2 separate regions of the Mus musculus genome follow, and region 2 is linked to region 1. Evidence: chromatin contacts called from public HiChIP or PLAC-seq data. All regions are on one chromosome and are shown on one strand. The core of a region is the stretch at or near the end of the contact, and the rest is flanking DNA. Distances in the headings are between cores, read along the strand shown.

Region 1 (4,856 bases), core at 1,052-3,551:
TCTAGCCTTAAGGCCTGTTTTCCTCTGGGCTGGATTCATTCTCAGAGAAGGCTCTAGAAGCTGCAGGCTTTCAGGGTGGTCATCCATCTCAGAGAAAATGTAGACTTATTTCCTAAGGGGTCTGTTAGGAGTTCCAGAGAACACTTGGAATTGTCAGGGATGTCAGGGGACTATGGTGCCTCTTGGTGTGGCTTGCTATTATATCCCCTTGGAGTACATAAGGGGCAGGGTGGTGTGTCTGCCCCTGCCAGAGAGGTGAAGGCAGGAGGATGGAGGCAGAGCTGGTGCTTTAGATTAAGAAGTGTGATAGGAATTACCTGCATCCGAGGGAGCCACTGCTGCAGCCTGTGTGTTTATGCTAGACCCCAAACATCAGTTCTATTTGGGTTATAGCATTTCCAACCCCTCCCCCAACTCAGAAAAGCATCTGTCTCTCATCAGTCTTTCTGTCCTCCTAGCAATGAGCTGACTCCAAGTTTCAGCAGCTCAGAGCTCACGTTGCCATGCCAACTTCTCCACGGCAGCATCTAGGCAGAATGGGCTGGCCTGATCTCACAGCCGCTGGTGAATGCAGGCACATTCGGGTAATTGGATTGAAGCGAACCTGGGGCTTGGTCCAGCTCCTGTTTAGACTCAAAGACTTGTAGGATGTTTTGCTCCAAGACCCTAAGCTTATAGTGAGAAAGAGAGGGCTCAGCAGGCCTGAGGTCAGAAGACACAGTAGTAAAAGAGGAATAAACCCCAGGCAATGCCAAATGGAGCAGTTACAGCCCTCCAAAGTTCAAAGACGCCCCAAGAGATGGCATCGCTTCCACACAGGGTCAGGACTTGCTTTGCCCAGAACTGACCTGGCTTTCACACCTTCCCACTGCAAGAGAAATGCAGATTAACAGTCAGCATCCACACGGGCCCCTTGACGCTCCGGTATAAGGTGTGTTCTGTGCATCAGCGTGCCGACCAGGTCCACTCTGCACAGTTGGCAGTTGTGTGGCCTGGTTATCTGATACTCACTGGGAACATTCCTGCCTCCCACAGTGTGCCCGGGCAGGGCTCTTTCTTAGGATTCCCTTCGCTGGTGAGGGGAGATCAGCTTCTGGGCCCACATGGAACTATTTCGGGTAGACCCTGGTTTAACTCCAGCATCTGAGCAGCCATGGTGCCCTTCCGGGAACACGCTCTAGTCACACAGGTTGCTAGCTAGGAATTAAGCGTCTTCAGTGCTGACAGGTTCATCTGTAGGAGTGGCTGAACTTACTTGCCTTCGATGCCCCGGGCTACCCAGAAATGCTTGGGACTACGGTCTTCAGATCCTGCAGAGGATCCGCCCTCCCTTCCCTCTCCCATGTGGACTGAGGGTTTTCTGGGCTCTCAGCCATTCCTAGACCAAGTTCTTCCTCTTCTTGCATCTGTCTGTGACCCACAAGCTCTCTGCCCCCTCTGTCTTCACTGCCAAAGAGAGGACAAGTTAGTGAAGACTTTGGCTTTGGCCCAGACAGTGGGAGTGGCACCTGTGAAGACCCCAAGGCACTCTGATTCAGTCAGGGTCCCTGCAAGTCCTGTGGGTGGGCTCAGGTCATCCCCTTAACAATGTAGAAGATACAAACTGGGGAGAGGAGGTGAGGCACACTGGGTGGCTTCAGGAAATGGAGGGAAGGAAGCAGGAATTGCCAGGCCATCAGCCAGGTCTCTCTAGTCCTCATGGTAGCCCTAGAGGTAGGCACTGCTACCTCATTTAATGGTCAGTGCCATGGTGTGACTTAGGTTAGCCTGACTCCTGGGCTGTGTGCAAGACTAAGAAACTCAGGGGAAAGGAGGAAGCCTGGTCTCTACATCTAGGCCAGAGAAGCTGGCTCCCAGGGGTGCTGCCTTGGGGCACCATAACCCCAGTCATAACCCCACAGCTCGTAATGAAGAGGTTGGGGATCCTGCTAGAAGCCCTGAGGGCTGAAAGCCTGAGAGTATTCAGCTCAGCTATATGGTATGGAGGGAAAGAGACGTGGCTTCTAGTAACCCTGGAAACAACCTATTAGGATTTCCAAAGGGAACCAACCTAAGGGTGACTTCCCTCCTTAGCCTAAACCCTGAATGATCCACCTAATCTAAGAGTTTGAGGTGCAGAAGCTCAGCATACATGGCCTTGGAGGAGCCTGCTGCCCCCTCAAGGATGTCCATGACAGGCCTTCCTTACAGAGCTACCAGATCAAGGACATGGACTAGAGAAGAGGGACTGATGGGGACAATGGAGCCCTGTGTCCAAAGCCAGAACCTGTGCCTGTCACAGACACATGCCTGACCCCACCTAGACAGTACACACAGAAAAAGGGAGATAAGCAGGGTGTGGCTGAGCACCTGCCTGGACTGTGCCAGCCTGGGACAGCCACGTCCTTCCACAGCCACTCCTTTGAACACTTGAAACCCCTGGGAAGTTGCCAGCCTCTCGTGTTTAACAGCAGTGCTCTTCTTTCATGAGGAAAGTGTAGATCAGTCTAATTAATGTGTGCTGTTTGTTTACCCTCCTTTCATTTCCCTGAGACAGAATAATTATCTAGAGCTTTAGAAACAGCCTCGTCCATGGCAGTCCCTTCTGTGTCTGTTGTAGCACAGCTTCCGGGTGTAGACAGCGGAACCAGTGCAGGGCAGAACAGGTGGCAGCACCCAGAAGGGTCCTCCTCCCTTCAGGGCACTGCAGAAGAGGCCCAGGGTAGCTGGATCTGGGGTGGCAGCATGGAGGACCAAGGGACTCAAGGCTGTCTCATTTTAGAGCATCACTGTGGTATTGCTACTCCCATGAGCTCCTGGAACTGCCACACCAGCTCCTCCCCTTCACCAACCCTGCAAATGGAGACCAAAAACATGTCCGTGCCCAGCCGGGACTGGCAGAAATCAGTCTATCACTACAGACGAGAGGATTTTGCCTAAGGGTTTCTGGGCTTGAAACAAGAGTGGAGGGAGCAAGGGGCAGCTGAAAATGGATTCTCTCACCTTGTACCCTAAAGCTCTGTCTCAGGAGATAGTTGATCCCAACCCAGTATTAGGGTTGAGCCACACAGTGGGTCAGAATGGGTCATTTTTCTCAGGAAGCTTTGATGAAACAGAGCCTGACTCACAGGGGTGCTTTAGCGACCTCGTGAACACTGCAGAGGCTCTTGGGGGTGCTAACAGACCTCCTCTCTGATCCTCTGTCCATATGTCATCTGTGCGGCCCACGTTACTGCCCACAGGTCAAACCTGACCCTCACTATGGGGAGACTGACTTCTCATGCGTGGGTGCTCACATCGGTCTGTTCACTCCTTAACTGGGTTGTTTCTGCATGTGTTACTTCTATTCCCAGTCAGAGCAGCCAACAACCAGGGCTTAGCCTCAGACAGACTCAGTCTTCGTGGATCTTATTCAGGAGGGAATCCTAGAGACAGCTCTAGCTCGAGACCAAGTGATGGCCTGGTGTGGGGAAGGGCTGTGGTCACATAATGCCTTGGACAGGTCCCCTGAAGAGAACGCTCAGCTGAGTCCTGAAGGGTACAGAGGGGATAACAGGGGTGCAGAATATTGGTGCAGGCTCTTGGGCCGCTGGCAACTGTGTAGAAATCCCTGTGTCACAGGAGTCCTGGCAGGAGGAGGGGGAAATGGCTGCCTCCTTTCTGGCACCAGCATCATGCTAGACCTCTGTTCATTTATCCTATCTCCGAGGCACCTGCCACTTTTGCCTCGCCCTGGGACCCTTGTGTAGCCCCTTCCCTCTCGGAGCCCCTCATCTGCTGGGTAGGTAGGCACATCCCAAAGCACATGAGACACAGCGGCAGGGCGCTGTTCTGTGGCACAAGCGCCCACCGCGAACCTGCCTGAGCCACCCGGGCAAGGAGGTGATGAAGTCTCCCCTAGAAAGCTCATGTCTAAGCTGAGCTGTGGAGATGCTGAGGAAGAAGCAAGGCTGTGGGAGATCCTCAGAGTGAGGTCCTTGTACCACTGTCAGAGTGAGTAGGAGGAGAACATAGCCAGGTGATTGACAGGCTGCAGAGACGGAGGGCCAGCTGAGGAGGTAGGTGGCCCTCCAGTCACTGTGTGGAGAAGGTTGATGAATTGCAACAGTGTCCTCAGCTCATCCTGAGATGTTTTCCAGGGACAGATGAGACATGAGTATAAAGGCTATCTAGGTTTCTAGCTCCAGTGACAGAGGTCTTGGGAGGGAGGAGAGAATGCAGGACCAGGATGCATGATGAGAGTCTGGGTCCAGACCTGCTGAGGTGTCAGGGGCAGAAGTGGTATGGAACATAATGAATTCACCTGGCTGGCCTCAGAACCAAAATGCAGATCAAGCATCCAGGATGTTCACCTCAAGAGCATCGTGGGTCCTTGGAGGCCGGATAAACACAAGGCACAGTCAATATACCTGTCAGCCTATATTATAGGTGTTATACAGAGCTGCTCTCAAAACTGCTGTGACTCAGTACAGCCTGGGGTAGGGACCAAGGATGAATGTATTTAGGTGTCTGCTGGCTTTGCCTGAAGGGGCATCTTGGACCACAAGCTGGAGAGTTCATAAAACTTTGGCCCAAGCCAGGCGTGGTGGCGCACACCTTTAATCCCAGCACTTGGGAGGCAGAGGCAGGCGGATTTCTGATTTCGAGGCCAGCCTGGTCTCCAAAGTGAGTTCTAGGACAGCCAGGGCTATACAGAGAAACCCTGTCTTGAAAAACAAACAAAAGAAAACAAAACAAATCAAAACCAAAAACCCACTTTGGCCCACACAACCCCAAGAACCTTCTCCAAGTGTCTAGGGGATACCAGCGTCCCTATAACTGGATAAATGTTCAGCAGGTCAAATAATCTGTAGCTGGGTCCCCACTGGGGTTCTCCA
Region 2 (4,856 bases), core at 1,245-3,744, 120 kb before region 1:
CTTGAAGAGGTGAATCCCAGGTTGCAGAACCACTAGGAAGGTTCCCAATAGGGAGATGAGGTGAAGGTGTCTCTGAGGAGACTATGAAAGCACCTGATTCAGAAAGACCCAGGCATTATACAAGCACTGTGGAGAAAGCCAGGTGGTCAGCTGTGCTTTGACCTTGAGGCTGGATGGAGCCCTTGGAGTAGTCCCTCTGTGGCCGTCTCACACTGAAGAGTCTGAGAACCTAGTAGCTGCACAGTCTGGGGCTAGGTGCCTCAGCCAATTGGGGACTCAAAACCTGGAGGTTTCCTGAAGAGCTTCCTGTCCTCCGTTTGCAATAGAAGGCTGGCAATGCTGGTTTTAATATTGGTGAAGGACTCAGAAACAGCAGCAGCAACAGCGTAAAATTAACTCTCAAGCTACAGCATCCCACCCCTTTTCATCTGGGATGCTAACAGAAGGTGCCAGCACATCTGGGGAGAGTTTTTCCCATCAATTAAGGCAATCAGGATGATTCTTCTCACTGGAGGATCCCTATTAAAGCAATTCTAATCTATAGAAAGCCAACCATGATAACCTACCTTGCTCACTCACCCTGTCTCTCCTTGGCCCTCATCCATCTCTAGGGCGTCCATGAATACTAGCTAGCAGACAGGGAATGACCTCTAGCAAACAAGTAAAGGGCCAACCCCGCCTCCTGTCTTCATTGGAGGCTTCTCCTGGTTGTGAGACCAAAAGGTAATATAAATACTCTGCCCCATACAGGATTGCTAGGAGAATTTTTTTTTCCTTCAAAAACTGTGTTGATGGTGGCTGGTGGCAAAACCATACAGCCTGCCTGAGGGTTTTCCCAATAGCTGGAGGTTGCATTTAGCTACTTTTGTGACGCTGTGACCAAATTCCTGATGTGAGTAACTAAAGGGAGGAGTTAATTATTTTGGTTCATAGTTTCAAAGGTATCAGGTCACTGTGGGTGAGAGGGTATGGCAGGGCAAAGCAGTGCACATCCAGGCAAGAGAGGAAGCAGAGAAAGGAAGAGAGGAAGGGGCCAAAGGACAAGATATCCTTAGTGACTGTGTTCGTCAGGATTTTCTAGAGGAACAGAACTTATAGATCTATCTGTCTGTCTGTCTGTCTATCTATCTATCTATCTATCTATCTATCATCAAGGGAATTTATCAGAATTGCTTACATGCTGTGGTCCAGCTAGTCCAACAATGACTGTCTTGCAGTAGAAGGTCCAGGAATCCAGTGTTGTTCAGCCCACAAGGCTGTGTGCCTCAGCTGATCTTCAGTGTATACCAGACTCCTGAAGAAGCAGGTTCCAATGCCAGTGAGGGCAAGAGCAAGCAGGTGAAGAAAGCTTCTTTCTTTCGTGCCCTTTATATAGGCTGCCCGCAGAAGGGGTGCTCCAGATTAAAGGTGGATCTTCCCATCTCAAAAGATCTGGATTAAAAGTGGGTCTTCCCACATCAAATGATTTAATTAAGACAAAAATTCCTCACGGGTATACCGAGCTGCTAGGGTTCTGGTTAATTTCAGATGTAGTCAAGTTGAGAACCAAGAACAGCCATCTTGGTGATCACTTCCTCCAGGTAAGTTCTGCTTCTGCACATTTCCAGAACCTTCCAAAACAGCACCCCTAACCCCCAGCTGGAGATCCAGTGTTCAAAATATGAACACATGGGCAATATTTCACATTCAAAGCATAGCCCAGAGTCTGAGGATGGCTCAACAGGTAAAGGTACTTGCTGCTAAGACCGCTGACCTGATTTTGATCACATGGCTGACACAGAGGACCGCTGAAACTTATCCTTTGGCCTCTACACGCACAGTGTGGCACATGCATGCTCACACTTACACGTGGACTCGGACACAAAGTAAAACAGATAAACTGTAAACAAAACAACGGAAACCATAGCACACATAAACGTTGGAGAGGGAGGGGTCCACAGAGGTTAAGCCCAGCTCCTCTCTACTCTGAATGTAGAGATGTTTGGTGATGGAGGATATAAGCCACATCCAGAGAATAAGTTGCTCGGCAGCTCTTGCATGGGAGGAGCTGGGGTAGTGGTTAGCAGCTGGCAGGGACAGATCAAATCGGCCTTGGGGATTAAGGCCTGGGGACAATGAGCAGCATAGGTTGCCAGGGATCCCATAGCTTGACTGTTCAGGCTAGTTCTAAAAGTGTGGGTAAGGCACGGGAGTGGATAGAGATCTGCAGAGATCCAAACAAGGACAAGGGGTAGAGCTGGTAACGGAAGCATGGGATGGCATGAAGTTAGGGAAATGAAACCCGTGGGCATGGTATATCGGTCCCAAGGCCTCATATTGCCCCAGTGAGTCATGGGAGAGCTGAGCACCTCCTGGATGACAAACCTCTGGCTGGGTCTGGCCACTTGTCCTCCCACTGATTCACAAATGGCCTTTGAGCTGGAGATGGTCACCCCACACAGTCACGAGGAGGTTGGTTCAGAGGTTCACAGTTAATTCTCTCAATCCACTAAGCTGTGTGGTAAAACTACCAGGTCTGAGGCTCCAGTCTGTTCTGGGTCGGGGCACTGGGCCACACCATCTTGGGTCTACAGATGGAAGCATTGGTCCTGGGGAAGGAGGATCATAGGTGACCAGTTATATAACCTCCTCAGGTACCGAGAGAGGGAACGTTTAAAGCCAGAGCATCGCCAAGCATCCTGACAACACAGGAAGGCACCAGACGTGGGATGTAGGAAGGAGAACTCTGTTATGGTTCCAGTGTAAAATGTCTTCCCTAGACTCACATGTTTGAGCACATGGTCCCCAGCTGGTAGCACTGTTTTGGGAGCTTATGGACCCTTTAGGAGGGGCTTCACACATCACTGGTGGGCAGGCCTTGGGGTTAATAAGCCAGTTATTCTTCTGGCCCAGCTGTCTGTTTTCTGTTTTGCTGAGCTGTGAGCTGAGGATTCCAAGCTGTATATGTGAGCCACCCACTGCCATGCCTTTCCTGCCGTGACAGATTGATCCCACCTTACACCTTAAGCCCAGACATGCTTCCCCCTCCTTAAGTTTCTATGTCAGGTATTTGGCCAGAGATCCTGTTTCACAGGTGAGCAGAGCCCTTGGCTGAGGCCTCTCTCTGAGCAGAGGAAAGAGAAGGATAGTCAGGGAAACGCTGATCCTGCATGCGTTGCTATCCTCACCTAGTGGGACCACAGCCCTTTAGCCTGCCCTTGTGGTGACGCTGCTAGTCTCCCAAGCTGGGAATCTGCTTTTGTTATCCTTTAAGATGGGGTCACATCCTCTATCCTTGATAGAGCGGGGCCAGGGCAGTGCTGGACCACAGGGACTCAGGCCAGATCTTTGGAATAGCTTTCAGGCCTGCTGCCCTACAGGCAGCCGACTGAGGGGTTTGAACTTGCTCTACCAGCATCCCACCAGACACAACCTTGTCACATGCACAGACCACAGAGACACAAATCTCTTTGTTTTGCTCAGTTTAAAAGATGTTTGGCCATGTTTCACAATGAGAAATGCCAGGCCACCCTCCTGCAACAAATCTGTGTGCCAGAAGATGTTCAGATGCAGCTCAGTGCCCTACTGTGGTAATATTTTGCCCTGACTGTCCATGGAAGGCAGAGACTTTGCGCTGCAGACACAGTTGTTTTTCTCTTGGCCTGGGCATCCCAGGCTCCCCTGTAGCCCATGGATATTGCTAAACAGAAAAGGAGATGAGGCAGCAGTTCCTTGGGCCTTCAGGGACACAAGAATGGGGATCTTTGGCAAAGTGGGTCTTCAGCCTTTCCTGCTTTTAAGTTCAATTTATTGTGTTGCCCAGACAACCCTCCTGTCTCAGCCTCCCAAATGATGGAATCCCTGGTGGGCATCTCTGAGAATTCCTGATGTTAAGCTGCCTTTTGCCCTCTTTAGAGAAATGGCGTCTCAACCCACCAGGATGCTGAGTCAGCCAATGGTTCCAGGCAGGTGATATGAGGCAGGTGAGGCCTGCTCAAAGCACTAGCAAGCCAATATGAAAACCAAGGTTCCAGGTCCAGTCTCTTCCTACTGAGGTGGCGCCATGCCTCACAAGCAGTGCTTGTTTTGTGTTCTGGTATCCTGGGACACCCTAGATACACCACCTAATTAGGTGGGGGATCTGAAGTATGCCTTTCCCCTTGTAGTTTTCCTTAACCACAACACACAATAATTTTTCCTTTCATTTATTTTTCCACTGATCTACATGAAGAAAACATAATAAAAGACCTCCCAAATTACATACAAGGCATAATGGCAGAGAGGCTTAACTATAAATAGTCACCTCGCCTTCTTCAAGCTGCCCCAGATGGTCCACGTACACAGAGCTGGTGCCCCCTCCTTAGGCAACCCTAAGTGATCCTGTCCCAGGCCTTAGGAGGCAGCTGGGTGGTAGAGGGTCCAGGAGACATAAGTCTATATAGAAGTAAGCTTCATTCACTCTCTACTGCAGACAGATCTCATCTGCTGAAGCAGGGGTTGGAGGCAGGTTGTGCAGCCATGGCCCCTTGGGCATCTGCAAGATGTCTGCCCCTCAATGCTTGGCACATGTTCTAAGACATAAGTGATCTATATTCAGAGAGATTCGGAAGCAGCTAGTTCAGAACCGCCAATGACCATCCTTGGGTATCTACTGTATGCCAAAGCCATACCAACCATGTCTCCCACAAGCCCATTTCATCCTCACAAATACCTTCCATAGTATTATGCTTGCCCTTAAATTACAAATAGGGAAAAGAACTGCCTCAGCCATAAGGGAGAATTCTGGTAGGATGCCATCAAGCGGTGGTCTTAGCCCCACATGCGTTGACAGGAGCTAGATAAGGAAAGAGATAAATGGTGGCTGACTATGTCTGAGG

The links. HiChIP or PLAC-seq counts read pairs in DNA pulled down with a chosen protein or histone mark.
Region 2: a contact with region 1 is called in an HNF4G HiChIP or PLAC-seq map of pancreatic cancer cells. The contact joins two enhancer-like sites. A contact is called at or near these places in 9 of 39 promoter capture datasets (the 3T3-L1 cell line, the C10 cell line, cranial neural crest and 5 more), 17 of 484 Hi-C or Micro-C datasets (B cells, the C2C12 cell line, CD4 T cells and 12 more), 3 of 115 datasets of contacts at active chromatin or transcription factors (embryonic stem cells, large pre-B cells and pancreatic cancer cells) and 1 of 9 other capture datasets (embryonic stem cells).

The regions. Positions count from the first base shown.
Region 1 is chr8:106,266,681-106,271,536 of GRCm38.p6, reverse strand. The region is part of intron 2 of Smpd3 (sphingomyelin phosphodiesterase 3, neutral); the gene reads left to right. Among named protein-coding and RNA genes, the nearest start is that of 4930506A18Rik, 13 kb to the left of the region's middle. Within about 2 kb of position 2,301, at least 49 of the 459 cell types and tissues checked have an H3K27ac peak or open chromatin away from gene starts, as enhancers often do. A contact at or near this core is called in pancreatic cancer cells, where this site is marked.
Region 2 is chr8:106,385,454-106,390,309 of GRCm38.p6, reverse strand. No RefSeq gene overlaps it. Among named protein-coding and RNA genes, the nearest start is that of Gm34026, 12 kb to the left of the region's middle. Within about 2 kb of position 2,494, at least 17 of the 459 cell types and tissues checked have an H3K27ac peak or open chromatin away from gene starts, as enhancers often do. A contact at or near this core is called in pancreatic cancer cells, where this site is marked.